Linked DNA regions of Mus musculus: region 2 is linked to region 1. The links are chromatin contacts, called in public HiChIP or PLAC-seq maps. All regions are on one chromosome and are shown on one strand. The core of a region is the stretch at or near the end of the contact, and the rest is flanking DNA. Distances in the headings are between cores, read along the strand shown. Region 1 has its middle 280 kb from the start of Pvt1. Region 2 has its middle 8.7 kb from the start of Gm30113.

Region 1 (5,442 bases), core at 1,310-3,809:
CTATCCTTCACTTGATGGATGGGTGACCTTGGGTAAATAACCAAAAGTTCCTGGGCCGTGGTGTTACCTAAGTCCCAGAAGAATAGCAGTACTTCTGAGTACAACAGGGGAGTTTGAAGTTTCTGAGTCTTATAAGATGTTCAACTCAGAGGAAGCACTCTATAAATACTAAGCAACTTTAGCTGATTGGCATGTGTAAGGATCTAAGAGAAAATGTAAGAGCAGCATGCTTTGTTCATGCTGTCCATTTGTGTTTATGCATTAAGATCTCTGAGAGTCTCTAGTTTCAGAGACCAAGCCTCTGATAATTATTATCCGATAAATATTAGCTCATCCACTCTGTGTGGTTTCGTTCATTTCTGGGCCCTGGGCTGGATGCTATGATGTTAAGGAGTGAGCAACAGAGTATCAAGCGGAAGCCAGTCTTGTGGAATCACCAGCTTCTCAGAGAAGAGAGGTCGTGAGGCATGAGCATCACCAATGGCTCCTGAAGGGGAAAGCAAGTTACTATAGAAATGCACTGAAAGGCAACTCACATTGTCAAAGGGGTTTGGGTCAGCTTTATTTGTGGTTGGTAGCTAGGAGAAGCTATTCTGGAAGAAAGAAGATTTAAAACATTAAAAAGAACCAACAACAACAATAACTATAAGCATAAGATTGCTGAAGGTTTAGACAGGAGAAGCTAAGAAGTGCTAGGGGAAAGGCCAGAAGACTCAACAGAAATTCCCTTCCATTTGAATAGCCTTGAAGGAAATGGACTACAGTGTAGGGCTTAAGCTAGTTGGTGACATAAAATGAAGAGGTTGGCTTTTAGACAGTTGCATTAAGCAAGTGTGTAGGCATCCTTCCAGGAGGTGTTGGTGATCCCCAAAAGGAAATGACACTACAGCAAAGAAAGAGACCAGAGCAGCATTTGTGGAGTGCATTATGCAGCAAGGTCTCTGGAAACACCAACCTGAGCAAGACTTACTCACTGGATACTGTGTGATGCTTCCCCACATCACCAAAGCTGTTTCCACCAGGATTCTCAGCTGTCAAGCCAAGAACACTTCTGGTGTCAGATGTCATCTCACTTTGACTTCTGGATAAGCAGGACAGAACTTTTGCTACTTTCTAGCCCCAAAAGCTGTACTGCCACTAAGTCTCAATTGCCCAGTCAACTCAGAAGATGGAGGAAGAGGGAGAGTTGGAGGAATCAGGGAAACCAGTTTTTAATAATAACAGGCCATCCTGCTCTAATAACAGTGTTGCATTTACAGAGCACTTCCACAGACATTATCTCATTGGATTCTCACAGTAAATGGGGTGGAGGGAGGAACAGGGCAATTAGCATGATCCCTGCCCTTTCAAATATGAACAGTTGTGGCTGAGAAGTTAAGTGATTTGTTCGTATAAAACTGGTGAGTTGCATAGCTATTTTATGACTCTCGGTTCCTTAGCTGCTTCCATTAGATCTATTCAGGGGAGGGTAGGAGCCATTCTTTATGCTGACTGAGAAGGACAGCATTTATATGCCCATTAACTGTGAAGAACAGGGGCATCAAGGCTGAAAGAGGACCTGGAACAGATTGGGTATGGCAAAGGGTGGTTTTGCCTGCTGTAGACAGAGGTCATGGGTGAAAGAGAGTACAGACTCTACATGTCAGGCTTAGGGCAGGAAGGATGTGAAGGCAGCAAGTCCACAAACTTCTTTGCTTCTAAAGAGATCAAAGGAATCTGAGGGAAGGTCTATATTGGAACAGTCTAGGAACTAGTGTGGGGCTGGGCCATCTAGCAGAGCTTAAGAATTCACCCAAGTCAGGAAGCACAGACCACCCAGCAGCACTCAGGTACAAAAGATTTGCTCTGGTGCCTGTTCATGTCACCAAACAGTCAATGAAACAGATGAAGAATCTGCCATGGACTGAACAGTAGAGTCACAAAGCAGAATGCAGGTCATGGACTGCCAGGCTCAAGACTGTAGCTGCCCATTTCCAGAGCTGTTGCTTCCTTTCATCCCAGAGATCCACAGAAAAGAATTTCACAGAAATGATCCACATCAGTCCATCAGAAAAAAAAAAGGGGAGGGGAGGAAATAGTTCTCAGAATCCCACTGGATAGATAACACTAAGATGACCCAGGCCAAAGAGTAAAAAACCTAGCATATGATTATTTATGCAAAGGAACTGGGGCTATTTTTACATGCTGAGTGTTCCCCAAATCTTGTGCAAAGCCCTAATATTTAATCATATTCAAATCTCAAACAATCCTACTTTATGCTAAAGGAACAATGCAAAGGACATAAACCTGCTCAAGGTCACACAGTAAGCAAACTGCAGAGCTGCGACTTCCCTGGCATTCTGATGCGCCAGAGCCCAGGCTCTTCCTACCCTGGACAAAGCCCTGTGAGCATGCAAGCTCAGAATAGTTCAGCAAGGAGAGAAGAGGAAGGGAGCACAGACCGGGCTGGAAATTGTGTCTTAAGCCACCATCCTGACTCATTCTTCTTAATAAGCATCAAATGACAGCTGAAGGCTTCTAGAACAGCACAGCCGAGGGGAATCCAGACTCCAGTGACTGATGGATGAATCAGCATGGTGACTTCCAGGTCAAAGAGGAAGCCATAATGAACAGATGTGAGCAGAGCAGGATCCAGGCTATCTGAAAACTCCAGACACAAAGGGACTATGTACTCGATTTCTGCTTCCATCTCCAACGTTACTACAAATTTCTTCATAAGATACCATTACCATGGCCAACTTTCTCTTACCTGAACTCCGATTTCCATATTGAGTGAGCATATTGAATTTCCATATTCTTCTTGCAGCCCCAGGCCTATGGGTCTGTGTAAGGCAGAGATGAAGACTCTGCCATGGACAGAGCAGTAGAGTCACAAAGCAGAATCCAGTTCATGGACCTTGAATTGGAAGTACTCCCTCGCTGAGCACTAGGAAGGATATAAAAGTTAACGCTTCCCTGCATGGGCTTCTGCTTCCAGCAAGGAACTGGCACATGGATAAACTCAATGTTAGTATCAGAGATACTTGATGAATTTAGTAGAGATTTATTTCCATGCATGCGCGCACACACACACATGGACACACACCATTTACAAAAAACCACATGCACACAGAGACACACATGTGCACACATACACACGTACCACTCACAAATACATACATGCATATGCATACACAGATACACACACTTATAATTACATACTCATTATCTCATAATCTCAGGATATTTTCTTCTTTGCTCCCACTGAAGCTCTAAACCTTGTCCAAATCTCATTCTACCACAATCTATAGAAGTGCCCCACCCCTAACTCATCACTCCCCTTTCTCAACTGAATACATTCCAGGCCCCAGACTTCAAGGAAGGAAAAAATAAAACTGAGCTTTTTCTAACATCCTAATTTTGAGCAGGTAATTTCATAGACCTTCAGTTTTCTCTGGCATAAGACAGTACAGCAAATGTGTATACATTGCAAGATTATTGTAAAATCTAGGACAATTCATAGAAAGTGTTTGGCACAGTCTAGTGTATTTTACTGGGTAGGTTCACCACATGCCAGGCACTTGGTAAATACTCAATATATGCTAGTTGTTGCTGTTCCTATTATGTCAAATCATTAGCATTAAGAACCTTGGAAAAGTCATCTCAGCTGTCTGTGCTCCTGTCCCTTTGGCTACAGAGTAGATATAATAATATCACTGCCTCCCTGGAGTATTTTGGCAATTGAGTGACTTAAACTTTGTGAAGCATATGTAAGTCCCTACCATACCTATACCCTACAATGATAGCTATAATGGAGGTTAATTTTGCTTCTTATTGCTTCTTCTCCATACTGTTTTTTAAATCTTCCTACTATTTCAAGAAACATATATAAACTCTCTTATTATTTTAAGGTATGGCTGTCAGTTCTTAAAGGATGCTCCCACTGAGCAATGGAGTCTGTGTTCTCCGAGTTTGAACATGACCAAGCCATGATGGCTTCAATAAAGTTCAACATAAATCAACATAAATGACATGATGCGACTTTCAAGGCTGCATAGTAAAAGGTCATGTTATTCTCCTATGCTTGTTGGAACACTTCCTCTTAAAATCTCCAGAAGGAGCTGGGAGTACAGCTCAGTAATATAGCCTTTGTCTACTATATGTGAGGCATTAAGTTAAGTTCCCAGCACAGCAAAACAAACAAGCAAACAAAAAACAAGTAAGATTAAAGAAAAACCTTAAATAGCCATGGTGGAAGCATGACCCCCTGGAATCTATGATGCTTGAGGGGCGTTCATGTCCTGTCTAATGGCACATGCTTGGCAGTCTTCAGCACGCCAGCTCTCAAGTCACCCTAGCTCCTCTTCCAGCTATCTCAGCTATATTCTGAGCTTAGCCCCACAGCATCATGCAGCAGAGATAAGACATCTTTGCTGAGCTCCATACAAATCCATGACCAACAAATCCATGAGCATAGCACACAGGGCTGTTATGCTCTAATATGACTATTGATCAGTTTTGCAGTGGTTGTCATCAGGAGGTCATCTATACGATGTCACTAGGGCTGCACAGAGACCATACTGTCTTATATATCCAGTTTCCAAACTCACACCATGTCTTTTTAAGCCAATACCTCTTAACATTTCAACTCTAACTATTCTTCAGGCAGCCCCAATAGAATCTATCCCTTTTTTGTGGTGCAATAGGTTCCCACGTCAAAACATTTTTTTTCTTTTTTAACAAAATAGGTACCAAAGCCAAAACAAGGAAAAAGTATGTGATTCATCCAATGTCACCTAGATGTCTTATGGCTTCTGTTCAAATGGCTTAATTGATGACAGTCTATCATGATCACAGGATATTCTAAAGCCAACATGGAAATACTCATCATGGAGCTGGATGGCCTGAGATAGTTCTAAGAATCTCTGAGCTTTTTTTTTCCCCCACAGGTCTAGCAAAGTGTTGCCCAGTCTCTGTCTGCAGATAACCTCTTTATGACTGTATCAGGATGACAGCCAACAGCCAAGCATTCTCTTTTGAACTAAATGCCGCAAAGCACTGTAATTGTCAATGCCAGGAATCCCAGTTCATGGAAATTCTCAGGCCTGTCCAACCATCTACTTCTATCCCCCCAGAGTTGATTAAGATGTACAATTGTATATACAAAGAGCTCAAGAAGCTGGACCCCAGAAAAATCAAATAACCCCATTAAAAAATGGGGCTCAAATACCTCTCCTGGGCATATATCCAGAAGATGCCCCAACTGGTAAGAAGGACACATGCTCCACTATGTTCATAGCAGCCTTACTTATAATAGCCAGAAGCTGGAAAGAACCTAGATGCCCCTCAACAGAGGAATGGATACAGAAAATGTGGTACATCTACACAATGGAGTACTACTCAGCTATTAAAAAGAATGAATTTATGAAATTCCTAGCCAAATGGATGGACCTGGAGGGCATC
Region 2 (5,442 bases), core at 1,486-3,985, 640 kb before region 1:
AGTAGCTGTTATGGTCAGGGGTCAGCTCAACATTGAGAACTGTATTAAAGGTATGCAGCATCGGAAGGTTGAGAGACACTGCTGAATATAAACCTCATTATTCCATTGTGGCCACCAGTGTCCATGTTCTTCTCTGAACATAAACTATATACATTCTACACCAATGTGCCCGACATCTGAACTCATTTCAGCTTCACTCTCAAGTCCAAATCCAAGGACTCATCTGAGGCTCAAGGCAAACTCTTTCAGCTGTGACCTTGTAAAATTAAAAACAAGCTATATGCTTCAAGTATACAATGGTAGAGCAGACATAGGAGAAGTCTGATTCCAAACGATAATGCTCAAATTCAAAGGGTTTCTGGCTCCCAGTATGTTTGTAAGCAAACAGTGCAGACATCAAATCCTAAAGGTCCAGATCTAGCATACTGTGCAGTCAAGGTGTGTATAGACACTTCTGGCCCTGGCTGCCTTGCCTCCATAATGTTACTGATAACAGCTTATATGGCCATGATCTAGGGTTGACGATAGAGCCTGTGAGTCTCCCAGGCAAAGAATGAAAGCTGGCAGTGGCTCTTACTTTAGGATATCAAGAATAGCAGTGCTCCTTCATTGGCTGCACAAAGCATCCCAGTAAAGGACCTTCACAGTATCTCTGTGAGGATCCTTGAGATTTCCTTCGAAAACTCAGTGGAAGTCACTTCTGACCCCATAATTTCTTTATTCAACAAGCCTATAGAACTAGCACAGGCTACAATCGGAATGTCTCAAGCTTCGTGGTTAAATCTTGTTACTCAATACATTTGGGGACAAGGATGTATAAAAACTCAAAATGTCACATTTGGCCTGACCCTTTGCACAGTCCCTATAACTCTTGTCAGTGCCTTCACTTGGCCATTTGGGAGATCAGTTCAAATTCCAAGACAATACTGGATAGTAAACTTGTGATGATGGCATTGGGTTTATTCCCTAAACCATTTTTTTTCCCTAGAAGGTCTTCAGTGTTGCATTAGGAGAAGTAGCCTCAGAGATTTATGAGATGTCCTTGAAGTCATTTCCCTGTTTTGGAAAAATGATACCTAGATTCCTTTTATATATGATAATCTCATTAGCAAGTGATTATTTGCCTACATCAGTATTTTGTTTGCTCATACATATTTTTATCTGGCCTGTGAATTTTCAAATTACTCTGGTGAATTTCCTTCTATTCTTGGGCCATGTTGCAAGCTGGCAAGGGTACTCTTGTAGCTCCTTCTGTATTTTGTTTAGAAATTTCATTTACCAGTTAAACAATCCCATCACTCCATAAAGCCCTCGTGCATGGGCAGAGTTCAGTGCAGTTGTTTGCTGCATCATAATAAGAATGTCCCTTTCTCCAATTTCCGATAGGACAGTCCTCATTTCTCTCTGAGACCTCATCATCTTGGAAAATATCTAGGTCTTTCCATATACCCTTTATTCTGAGCCATCACCAGAATCCCTCAGAATGCCTCTCATATACCATGGAACAGACCACTTCCAGCTTGTTGTTTGTGCCCTGCTTCTCTAGTTCCAAAGCCTTTTCTGTATTGTTAAATATTTTTATTCCAACAACCACACACTGTACTAATGGTTCCCAATTTAGTCAAGTATCTGCTGCTATAACAAAATATACCAGAAGTTCAATGCTTCTGGTAAGTTCAATCTAAATGAAGTAATTTTATTTGATTTATGGTTTCAGAGGTAAAAGTTTAAGATAACCAATCTACCTTATTTGTCTGGGCTTTGGTGAGGGGCACATTGATTTTTTTCACAACATAAAGAAGACTCTGAAAGGGACATTGAGTATGTGTAAAACGGATCATATGTAGGAGTGAAGATTTTATCCCAACTTGCAATTATGAGAAATCACCATATGAGACTAACAGGTATCCCTTAAGAAGTGATTTAATAACTACCTGAAGTCCCGATCTATTATAATTTCCATAGCAGTCCAACTTCGCTACGTGAATCTCTGGAAAATATTCAGGCCAGATCTAGATCATGGCAATAGTATAAAATGGATCTTCAATATTATCCAAACTACTAACCAAATGTGTATATTAATTTCAAAACTGGAATTGGCTGTAGAGTAAGAGGTGTTATTAACAGAGGTTTATCTTTAGGAAATTCTTTGGCTGGATATTTACAACTTAAACTATGCATGTGTTATTTACTTCAATTCAGTAGAAATCAGGGCTGAGTGTAGGAAATTATGATCTACTACTCTCAGTATTTGTATTTATTGTCTGTCTCCCATCCGTTTTCACTCAGACGCCAAGCTTTAGCATTTTGAGGGATGTTATATGACAAATGACTATCGTGATGATCTCTTGTTTAAACTAGCAGCCTGCTTCAATTGTAACAGCTTCATCACAGACTAAAGTGGAATGATGTGAGCACCCAAAGGTGGGGGGCAAATCTTGCCATTTGATGTGTTCTGGTACAGTGACTTTTAACGAGTCCAAATGTCACACCTGGTTCAGTAACTTTTCATGGTTCCCATAATCCATGAATCATGCCATCACTGAATTACTTTTAGGGGAAATAACTTGGGAAAGAGCATATGTTTTGAAAGTTGTTAAAAAGGAAACTGTTCACATAAATATGTACAGGGGAAGATGAACATATGGAAATTTTCATGGTGTGTTTTCCTCTAGAGTAAATGCAAAGGAATGTAAAACCACAGAGATTCTTTTCCCGGGGTTTCAGAGAGTGATAGCAGAAGTCTTTAAAAGACACGTAATGTAGTCATGTTTGGAAACGGCTGATTCATAAAAAAGCGGTGTAGCATACGGCTATCTTTTTGAAGCACTCAGGAAACTTCAGCTTTCTTTTATAAGAATATGAATAAGACTTTAGCCACATGGGAAGTGAGACAATGCTATTTTGCTAGTAATTTTTCATTTAATGAAAAAATCTGATGAAAAATACACATTGTTCTTCATCTTCCCACCTATGGACATCCAGCTCACTCTTCTGTGTAGGCAGTGGATTTCATCTCCCTAAAGTTTCCTCAGATGTCCTCTGCTTCATTTGACTTCACTGTTCCATAAACCTAAAGGAATGCATTTTTGTATTATACAGTTTTCCATTTGTTTCAAACATATCCTGTATGAAGCTGGGGCCATATCCTTTCAGACTACCAAGTCCCAAAAGGCAAACATGAACAGACATTCTTAGTGTCCAGCTCAATCTTGACCACACTAAAGAGGCTTTAAAATACAGGAAATAATCCACTTAACAGTTGAGCTCACTTAAATATATCTCCTTCAGTCAAGGGCAAACACTTCATATGCAAAATAAAATGAATTGCCATTTGTTAAGCCTTTGGGTTCAATCAGACTTAATGCTTTAAAAACAATTTATGTTATGTATTCTCAGGAGCCTGAGCAATGCATCCTCATTTGATGTCTAAGCAATTGAGATTCAAATATGGTGAGTTGTTTGCTTACGAATAAATGGCTAGGCTGAGGAGGTGGCTCAGCAGTTAAGAGCACTAACTGCTCTTCCAAAGGTCCTGAGTTCTATTCCCAGCAACCACATGGTGGCTCACAAACAATGTAATGGGATCCAATGCCCTCTTCTGGTGTGTCTGAAGACAGGTACAATGTAGTCATATAAATACAATTAATCTTAAAAAAAAAAAGAACATGTGTTTTCTTTTTAAAAAGAACAAAAAGAATAAATTGCTATTAAATACAACATTTGCCTTGTATATGCATGTATACATACACAGACACATGCACACATATGGAAACAACTGCACACACACACACACACACACACACACACATATATATATTCTCATATGTGTATATGTGTGTGTGTGTGTGTCTATGTATATATGGAAACAATAACAAAATCTACCACTTCAGTGTTTTCTTTGCTTCAAAGTCAATAAGAAGCCTTTCCTGACTTTCTTGTAGATAGAGAAGGAAGAATTCTGCCCATCCTCTGGTGACTAGACAGGACTCTTTCTGTTTCTCTCGTGGACTCTCCATGAAGTACAGATTACTCCAGGTAGAAAGAATGGTGTGGTTAGAGGTTACATTTATATGGTGGAGTTGCTTCTGTCTTCTGGCTATCAGGTGACATGAGTCTATTAAGATACTTTATGCATGGCAGCTTCAGCATTGGATCAAAGACAAGATTTCAGAAAATCTCCTATATATGCGGTCTTCAGTTTTCTTGACTCAGTTTATTGTCTTCCCTGACCTTTGTTTTACTATCTCAAACAAGGGATCTATCCATAGGCTTCTCTTATGTGGTATTAAAGGCATGGTCAAAGACACTTTTGAGCCCAGCAGGCTTGTACCACACAATAGAATTGCTACTCAGAGATCATATAGGGGAAGAATCTCAGTAACATACGAGTTTAGTTTGAGTCACAGGCCTATTAGTGCTGAGAGAGTGCAGTGGGTACTGGGGAGGCATCTCATGGCTTGAGTGGAAGACAAAGTTGTGTTAAATCAAAGACAGTGGGAAGAACATAGGGTTAAAAATGCTGATAGACACAGAGCAAATATCAAGGTGAGGAGATAGCAAGGTAATGCTTAACTAGTCAGAGATGTCTAAAAGATAGGTTTTGATTGGTCATTGAAATATATTTCAATTTGGAGAATGAAAGATAGATCATAAAAAGGTTTGGATTCTCTCTTGTGGCTACTGATGACTCTTCTCTTTTGTTTCTCCCTTTGGTAGAAATTTACTATAGTGACAACAGCACTTTGCAATCCTTCCCCCTTGCCAGAAAAATGTATGCAGATTGCATCAGATGTATTGGTTATGTTTGTCTTTGCTGCAACAAAGCACATAATAAGAGGCGACTGAAGGAAGAAAAGATTTTTGTGAGTTCATGGTTTGAGGGGTACAGTCCATTGTGGGAAAGGCATGATGGGAGCATGAGATGGCAGGGATGTAAGGAAAGGTGAATGCTGGTCTCATTCTTCTTTCTCACTCTACTTTTTCAGTCTGGGATCCCACATCCTTGGGTGGAACCAAGCATATTTATGATGATTCTTCTATCAGCTAATCTAGCTGGAAATACCCTTACAAATGAACTCAAAGAATGACTAACTGATGTCCTGTTCCTTCCTTAATCCAATAAAACTGACAACATTACCTAATAGAAATGGATATATGAGATCCACTGATGTCATTCCTTTAGCTTCAAAACTAATCACTAATTCAGTCAGACCTGCCTGGCTTACATTTTGAACATGCTGGGAAAATTGTTGCTATGAGCAGAGATTTGGAGTTGGTCTATACAGGCTCATGGGCAATTATCTACAGGTTGGGATGTTCTTCTGAAAAATTAAAATAATAAATTAGGCTTCCTTGACTGAATTGTAAGTGTTAAGGCCCAGAAAGCAGTGCCCCAAAGTGTGGTACTTTGTTTTACTGAGGATATCAAATTGGAGGATG

What was found. HiChIP or PLAC-seq counts read pairs in DNA pulled down with a chosen protein or histone mark.
Region 2: an H3K27ac HiChIP or PLAC-seq map of embryonic fibroblasts shows a contact between it and region 1, with 14 read pairs. The contact joins two enhancer-like sites. A contact is called at or near these places in 1 of 15 datasets of contacts at CTCF or cohesin (the NIH/3T3 cell line), 3 of 484 Hi-C or Micro-C datasets (adipose-derived mesenchymal stem cells, cerebral cortex and embryonic fibroblasts) and 2 of 115 datasets of contacts at active chromatin or transcription factors (the NIH/3T3 cell line and embryonic fibroblasts).

What each region holds. Positions count from the first base shown.
Region 1 is chr15:62,318,213-62,323,654 of GRCm38.p6, reverse strand. No RefSeq gene overlaps it. Among named protein-coding and RNA genes, the nearest start is that of Pvt1, 280 kb to the right of the region's middle. Within about 2 kb of position 2,559, at least 55 of the 459 cell types and tissues checked have an H3K27ac peak or open chromatin away from gene starts, as enhancers often do. A contact at or near this core is called in the NIH/3T3 cell line and embryonic fibroblasts, where this site is marked.
Region 2 is chr15:62,960,159-62,965,600 of GRCm38.p6, reverse strand. No RefSeq gene overlaps it. Among named protein-coding and RNA genes, the nearest start is that of Gm30113, 8.7 kb to the right of the region's middle. Within about 2 kb of position 2,735, at least 11 of the 459 cell types and tissues checked have an H3K27ac peak or open chromatin away from gene starts, as enhancers often do. A contact at or near this core is called in the NIH/3T3 cell line and embryonic fibroblasts, where this site is marked.